Regions from separate parts of the Pan troglodytes genome. Here region 2 is linked to region 1. A link is a contact called in public Hi-C data. All regions are on one chromosome and are shown on one strand. Each heading gives the region's core, a stretch centred on a gene start, on an enhancer-like site or on the middle of the called end of the contact. The rest is flanking DNA. Distances are from core to core; before and after follow the strand shown.

Evidence for each region. Hi-C and Micro-C count contacts between places; a contact is called where the count stands out from the background.
Region 2: a Hi-C map of induced pluripotent stem cells shows a contact between it and region 1, with 2.0 times the contacts expected there. The contact joins the promoter of ABTB3 here to the enhancer-like site in region 1. A contact is called at or near these places in 3 of 7 Hi-C or Micro-C datasets (induced pluripotent stem cells and stem cell-derived neural progenitor cells), 1 of 1 datasets of contacts at active chromatin or transcription factors (stem cell-derived excitatory neurons) and 1 of 1 other capture datasets (stem cell-derived neural stem cells).

Annotation. Positions count from the first base shown.
Region 1 is chr10:113,942,889-113,946,818 of NHGRI_mPanTro3-v2.0_pri, reverse strand. No RefSeq gene overlaps it. Among named protein-coding and RNA genes, the nearest start is that of CRY1, 42 kb to the right of the region's middle. Within about 2 kb of position 2,043, at least 1 of the 24 cell types and tissues checked has an H3K27ac peak or open chromatin away from gene starts, as enhancers often do. A contact at or near this core is called in induced pluripotent stem cells, where this site is marked.
Region 2 is chr10:114,125,428-114,129,357 of NHGRI_mPanTro3-v2.0_pri, reverse strand. ABTB3 (ankyrin repeat and BTB domain containing 3) reads right to left here and starts at 2,180. Exons shown (of 15, transcript XM_016924110.4): 1 at 502-2,180. The coding sequence starts at 1,627.

The DNA.
Region 1 (3,930 bases), core at 794-3,293:
ATGATATCTCTTAGTATTACCATGCCCTGTGATTAAGGCCAAAGGAAAACTACAGCAACCTAATCCAGGCAGGACTACTAACGGCCCAGACTCTCCAGGAATGAAGTTTTGGGTTACCCACCAGGTAAAGAACCACAACCAGCTGACGTGCTTGTTGAAGGCAAAGGGGATACAGAATAAGTAATGGAAGAAGGTAGTTATAAAGACCAGGTATGACCACCTGGCCAGTTACAGAAACAAAGACTATAATTGCCAAGAGTATTTTCTCTTTATTTTGTTATAAATATGTTTATGTGTATGTCAAATATCTTTGTTTTCTTCCCTCTTCTATTCCCTTATCATCCAACATAGATATATTAACTTTGTGTCATAGTATTTAAGTATTATTAATTTTACATCATAGTATTAAGTTATGGGATATCAAGGAGAAGAGTAAATATCACTCAAGGACTTCTCTTCTAGAGAAGGAGTTCGTGCCTTTTTGGCTGTATGAAGATTAGTTGGCAGAACTGGTAGAATTATAACCTTGATATTGTCTTCATTTGGAGATTAAGTATGGTTTAAGAAGATGATGACAAGGGGTAGATTGTGATGGTTAATTTTCTATGTCAACTTGACTGTGCCGTGGGGTGCCCAGATATTTGGTTGTATTAATCCATTTCACACTGCTGTAAAGAACTACTTGAGACTGGGTAATTTATAAAGGAAAGAGTGAGTGGAGATCCAGCCTGGGTGACAGAAAGAGACACTGTCTCAGAAAAAGAAAAAAAAATGGAATCACTTGGTTTACATCGTTTACATAGTTGCTTACATTTTTATAGTCCATATTTCAGGACTGCAGAGACTTGATCTCTCTTGTTCACTGCTGTATTTCCCAGTGCCTAAAACAGTGTCTGGCCACAGCAGGAACTTGAAAAAGATGTACAAAATAAATAAAACAGCATACAACTAGTAGTAATAATGAAACAAGTAATACTAAGACTAATGCCTTTCTTTGTATAATGTTGTGTTGTTTCAAAGCACTTTCAAATATGGAGCTATATATAGAGTAGAATTTTTAGGGCCATTCTATAGGCTGAGGTTCAAAGCTGAAGACAAATGACACTAGATAGCCCCATATTCCAAGCTCAAGGAGCTTTCTAGAAGCCATTAGCCATTGAAATCATCTGCCTTCCTGCAGAGTTTGCTGAAAAGGCACCAGAACTGGTACAAATACTTCCATCTACTACCAGTCACCCCTCACATAGGACTCAATGGCCAAAAGAGTCCATTGACTCTTATGAAGCTGAGGCGATCCTCCCACTTCAGCCTCCCAGGTAGCTAGAAATATAGGTCTGTGCCACTATGCCTGGCTAATTTTTGTATTTTTTATAGAGACAGAGTTTTGGCATGTTGCCCAGGCTGGTCTCTAACTCCTGAGCTCAAGTGATCCACCTGCCTTGGCCTTCCAAAGTGCTGAGATTACTGGCATGAGCCACCGCACCTGGCCCCAGCATTTTTTCTAAATAATATGAAGGAACTAGAGCAAAGTGCCGAGGTAGGGAGAGGCAGGGAGAGAAAAACATCACTGGCCTTAAAGAAAGTGCAGTGTTTGTGGGGAGAGAACATTCTCTCCTCTAAGCCAGGAATACCTCTTGTGATGTTAGGTGTTATTGACTGAATTATGTTCTCCCAAAATTCACATGTTGAAGCCCTAACCCCAACACACTGGTATTTGGAGATAGACCCTTTGGGAGATAACTCAGTTCAGATGAGATCATGAGGGTGGGGCCCTCATGATGGGATTAGTACCCTTATAAGAAGAGGAAAAGGCACCAGAGAGCTTGCTCTTTGCCATGTGAGGACACAGTAAGAACACAACCATCTGCAGGCCAGAACAAGGCCCTCACTAGAACCCGACCATGCTGGCACCCTGATCTCAGACTGCCAGCCCCCAGAACTGTGAGAAGTAAATTTCTGTTGTTTAAGCCACCCTGTGTATGCTACTTTTTGTTATGGTAGCCTGAGCAGATTAAGACATTAGGGGAGCTTGCAAGACAAAGAGCTTCCCATTTCCTGGTGGGTTGTTTGCTGATCTCTGGTACCTGCTGGGCCAGTCATCAAGCTGCCCCCAAGCATTCTCTGGTGAGAGAGAGCTCTTGGAGAATGTTCTAAAAACCCAGGAATAGCCCATAAACCTTCTCATTTCTCTCCTCACTATGGGAAAAAAGAGTAGGTGCCTGAAATGTGCAGTCTTGTATTTGGGGGACTTTAGAAACAGACTGGTGCTTACTTAACTTCTTACTGAAGTTGGATATCTTGGTGGGATAGCCCATACCCACAGGGCTGGAAATATCCATGGTGCAGTGTGGTGTGGCTGGAAAGAAGACAGTGAAGGCCCACCCCATACCTGTTCTCTGTGGCCTTTAGAGGGTGCAGAAGAGGAATTTGGAAATTTCTGTGTCTCCACTGGGTAAAGCAATACCAAGGCAAGAAGAGCAAGAATCTTTGAGCAGCCCTGATGACCCCTGGACCAGATGATGGAATGTCAACCAGGGAAAGTGGTCCCCAGTGGGAGAGGAGACCCAATACCACTCCAAAGAAAAACATGCACACCACCTGTGAGGAGACCACCACTCCAACAGAGGGCGCTAGCATCAGATAGACCCAAATAGAACTGGAAGGAAGACAGAGGCACAACTTTTCCCTACCCCTGGTGGCCTTGCGGGCAATCACAGAAGAATACCTCTGCTTCCTGTAACCTTCCTCCTTGCCCTCAATTACACAAGAACTGGGGGGGAGGAGGGGGGAATGGGGGCAGGGCAATGACCTCAGAGCCATCTCTGGTCTTTGGTCTTCCACTCCAGGCTCCCAGGGCTGCAAAAGAGAATGATCTACCTGGGGCCAGGAACAGAACTTTTAATCAAGCTTGATATTGGGGTCATGAAAATAAACTGCGCTGTGTCTTAAACTCTGAGACAAGATTGCCCACATCACAAGGTGACTAGGAAGTTATTAAATCTGTCCAAGCTATCACCAAGGGAGCACTATCCCCAGGAAAAGAGCAATACAACATAGCACAGTTGGAAGCAATGATTGGGGAAAATAAAACTACTTCATGGCATTATACCCAAAGGGATTGAGACCCTTCAGATAATTGATTGCATACACACCGTTAGAAATTTGAGCCTCAAAATTGTTCTTTGAAGTTAGTTACTATTATCCCATTTGACAGATGAGAAAAGAGAGACCCAAGAATCCTGTTAAATTACTTGTCCAAGGTCACAAAGCTAATAAGTAGCAGAACCAACAGCTCAGCTATAAGTCCAATGGTCTTTTCAGTGACAACCAAGTCACCATTACCTTTTATTAAGTGGTTACAATGGAAGCCAACCCTGAACTAAGGACTTTCGTTCCAGTGTCTCATGTAATCCTTACAACCCTCCAGAGACAGATTTTCCTACTTTCATTTTGCAAAGGAGGAAGCTGCCTCTCTCACTGTAGGTGCCCAACACAGTAATCTGCAAAGCACTATCTGCATAGGTGGGTGAGACGCTTCAGCTTTCTGTGGCTCACAACAGTGTCATGTCAACACACAGCTGAGTCAAAGATAAGTAACCAATCGAAGGGAGGACTATTAAATAGCAAATGAAAGACATAATCTATTACGTTATAGGACTCAAAGTAGGGAATGAGCATGTGGAGATGGGCTTCTTGCCCACGCCTAAGAAAGATGGCATTTTTACTGGGTCTTAAAAGATTGTCCAGGTTTGGAAAGCTAAGCCTGAAAATAGTGACATGGGACCCCAAGAGGTAGAGTAGGGAAATAATCACCAAGGCCACAAATGTGGATTCCAAGAACAGTAAGTCCTCTAGTCTGGCATAAGATGACTCTTCAGGAACAGTAGGCCTTTACCACATACTAGAACTTTCTCCTTATCCCTCTTCTCT
Region 2 (3,930 bases), core at 931-3,430, 180 kb before region 1:
CCTCCTTCCCCCGTGCACTGAATGCCCCCCGAGGGAGTGGGGGAAGTGGGAGCACTGGATTGCGGAGAGCGGAACGCGCCTCCTCCCAAGTCCTAGGGAGCCCAATTCATGCGCCCAAGGAAGTGGCATCTTCAAGGTCAAAACAAACAGTGCAGGGGTGGAGTATATGTACTAAGCGCAAATGATCTCAACCCTGCTCCAAAAAATGGTGCTGGGTTTTGCTCACTGCCTGCTGGAGGCAGCTGTCGCCCCGCCCCGCACCGGGGGCGGAACCTCGCGCTCCCGGACCTGGGACAGCACCAGCAGCGTAAAATACGCGCACCCGAGTGCAGGAGGAAACAGGCAACCTCTTGTTCTGGCTACCTCCAGCCCGGCCGCCTCCTCAGCGGCTTGGGACAGCAGCGCGTGGCTGGGAAGACGCGGGAGGGGGACGCGAGGCAAACTTGCGCCAAGAGTTGGTCAGGTTGGGTGAGAGGGAGTGGCACCTGCGCAGACACTTACCGCTGGCGTTCTTCCCGCAGATCAGGTGCTGGTAGGGCTGCAGGAGACCCCAGATCTCCGAGTCGTTGTTGACCGTGTGCTCCAGGGTCTCCACGGTGAACTTGGGCGCCTCGTGGAGCGCATGGTGGTGGTGATGGTGGTGGTTGGCGGCGGCTGCCGGCGGGACTGCGGCGGCCGGCGGGGCGCAACAGCTGCTGCCCCCGCTGGCGCTGCTGGCTGCGCTGCAGGCGCCGCCGCTTGCCGCTCCTCCCCCGGGCGCCTCCCGCTCTTTATCCGCCGCGGGGGCCGCACCAGGGCCCGAGCTCGGGCCTGGGCCGGAGCCCGAGCCTGACCCAGGGCCACTGCAGCTCCGGGGCACCCCGGAGGCCACGACCCGCGAGTAGATGTCCCGGAAGAGGCTCTCCATGCAGGCTGTCAGGTAGATGGCGGCGTGCTCGTGGATGCGCAGCGCCACGCGGCTGTCCACCATCCAGCGATACACGCGGCCCACGGAGAAGGTGAGGCCGCAGCGTGCCGACTTGCCGCGGCCCAGGCGGTCGCCGCCGGCGCTGCTCATGTTGTAGAGGGACAGTGCGGCCAGCGCAGCCGCCGTACAGTGCGCGGCCAGGCCCCAGGACAGCACGATCTCCATGGCGCTCTGGATCTCGTACTTGGTGCACTTGGCGAAGCGCAGGCTCAGGCGCTGCGCCTCTTTGGCTATGCGCACCAGCGCCCGGCTCACCAGCGTCGACAGCTTGGCCAGCGCGTCCTTGGGCAGGCCGCCGGGGACCGCCGGGCCTGCCCGGGGATCCCGCGAACGCAGCAGCAGCGCCTCCAGCTCCTGGAGAGTCCAGGGGACCTCGTCTAGGTCCGGCAGCAGCCGCGAGCAGTGCTGGCCGGCGCAGTCCAGCCCCTCGGAGTCTTCCACCAGGGCAGTGTTGACGGTGTCAAAGCTGTTGTGCCGGCTGTGCATGGAGTCAGCTAGAGGCGGCCAGCAGCTCCCGCCATACGGGGACGCCGGGTGCGAGTCGGAACAGCACAAAGACAAGTTGGAGGAGCGCACCGAGTCCGCCGCGCCACCATAACCCGAGTCCAGCGTCAGATCCTCCAGCGTTCTCACCACGGGCTTCTTACCTCTCCTGGCCATCGCTGCGCCACTTCATGCTGCAGCCGCCTGGGAGCCAAAGGGAAGGAGCGGCGAGGAGCAGCGAGTGCCGCGGGGCGCGGGGAGAGCCGAGTCCGCGCCGCCTCGGCTCACTTTTCCACCAGCCGCTGCTACCAACTGTTAGTACTTTCGGCTGCCTCCCGGAACTGCCGCCGCTGGAATATACAGAGCAGACCCTGGAGTCATCTTCCAGAGTCCGGGCCGGAGCTGGGCGCAATGGAGAGCGAGCCAGGCCGGGAAGGAAGCTCCCGCCGGGGCTTGCCCCTTTCTTCCAAAATAAAAAGTGTCTAGACCGCTCCTCCCTGAGCCCCGCTGGGCGCAGTAGCCACCGGGCGCCGGCCACGGTGTTCGTGGGACTGAGACCACCCCAGATGCCGCCGCCGCCGCAGCTCCGCGGGCAGCTGGCTCCCGGCTCCCGGCTCCCAGTTCCCGGCCCTGGTTCGCTCGGCGCCAGCCTGCCCTGCACCGGAGCGCAGCAGCGGCCGTGGCGGCTGCAAACCTTGCCGAACCCCAGCAAACCCCGGGCAGCCAGTGGGACGGGCGTATGCAAAGCAGGGGCGGCGGAGAGCCAGTGGAATCGGAGAATGCTAATTACCTCGCTTTTTTTTTTTTTAAATCCCTCCTCCCCATGCGGCCCCGCCCCTCACACACGCCCCCGGCGGACACCGAGGCTGCAGGAAGTGGGGAGCAGTGGCCAGGGACTTGGGGGACTCTTGCAAGCGTAGAGACGTGGATGCTGCCCCCTGCTGCTGTCCCTGCCCTCATTCTCCCGGAGGGTGGTGGGTTGGGCCGGTGACCTCCCCACCTAGGTGTGCTCTCCACCGCGGTTCACAAGGTGTCTGCCTGACGGTCGCTCTCTCCCCTGCGTTTCGCATTTCACTTTTTTCCCCCCTGTAACACCTGAAACATGGTTTTCCTCCCTCTCTATTCCCACTTCGGGTACGCAAACCAATTAGTGCGGCCCTCTTTCAGCCGGGGTTTGCTCCAGCATGGAGGGAAATAAGCCTGTCGAGCGGAGGCCCGGGGCGGTGGACACCACTGGGAGGCCGGATCTCCGGCCATTCGCCACCTGCCACTAGGGCTCGTTAACTCGATTCCTTTCAGCAGCCAGGAGGACCCTGTCCCTGCTTCAAAGTCCTGGGCGTGTGCTGCAGGGAGGGCTCAAGCACCACTTTGCCATCCTGGTGGGCATCTTTCCAAATAGCTCGGCCTTCTTAAAAGGAGTAAATTTGCCCAAAGGAGAATCTTCTTTCCTGACTAAAGAAAGATATAATATATATATGCATGGCTTAGCTGCATTCCTGTGTCAAATAGCATCGTGTCATCTACTTGTCTGTCCCCACCCACCCAGGCAGAAACCATATCTTACACACATGGGGATTCCTAGCTCCGCACACTGTGTCTCTCAGCTTAGAATCCCCTCCTATAGGAAGCTGGCCCAGATGTTTCAAGACTGGCTTCGGTGCTTCCACTGCCTCCATCCCCTTCTGTGGTTGCTGATTTCTGGGCCCTTGCAACACTAGGTTGCAAAAGCCTGGTTACTTGTCTGGATTCTACACTGGGCTAGGGGTTCCCATGCATAGTCCTGGCACAGTATAAGTGCTCAGTAAATATTTGTTGTAAATTGATGAAGGACGTAAGGATATGCTTTTAAATTGTTGCTTTGAATGTTCAACAATGGCCAACAGGTATATGCAAATATGCTCAACATCGCTAATCATTCGGGAGATGCAAATCAAAACCACAATGAAATATCACTGCACACCTGTAAGGATGGCTATTATCAAAAAGTCAAAAGATAACAAGTGTTGGCAAGGATGTGGAAAAAAGAGAACCTTTGTACACTGATGGTGGGGTGTAAATGAGTACAGCCATTATGGAAAACAGCACGGAGGTTCCCAAAAATAAAAATAGAACTACCATGTGATCCAGCAATCCCACTTCTGAGTATACACCCAAAGAAAATAAAATCTCAGTCGAGTGCAGTGGCTCACACCTGTAATGCCAGCACTTTGGGAGGTTGAGGCGGGCAGATCACTTGAGGTCAGGAGTTGGAGACCAGCCAGACCAACATGGTGAAACCCCATCTTTACTAAAAATACAAAAATTTGCCAGGCATGGTGGTGCACACCTGTAGTCCCAGCTACTTGGGAGGCTGAAGCACAAGAATTGCTTGAACCCAGGAGGCAGAGGTTGCAGTGAGCCAAGATTGCACCACTGCACCTCAGCCTGGGTGACAGAGTGAGACTCCATCTCAAAAGAAAGAAAAAAAAAAAAAGGAAAAG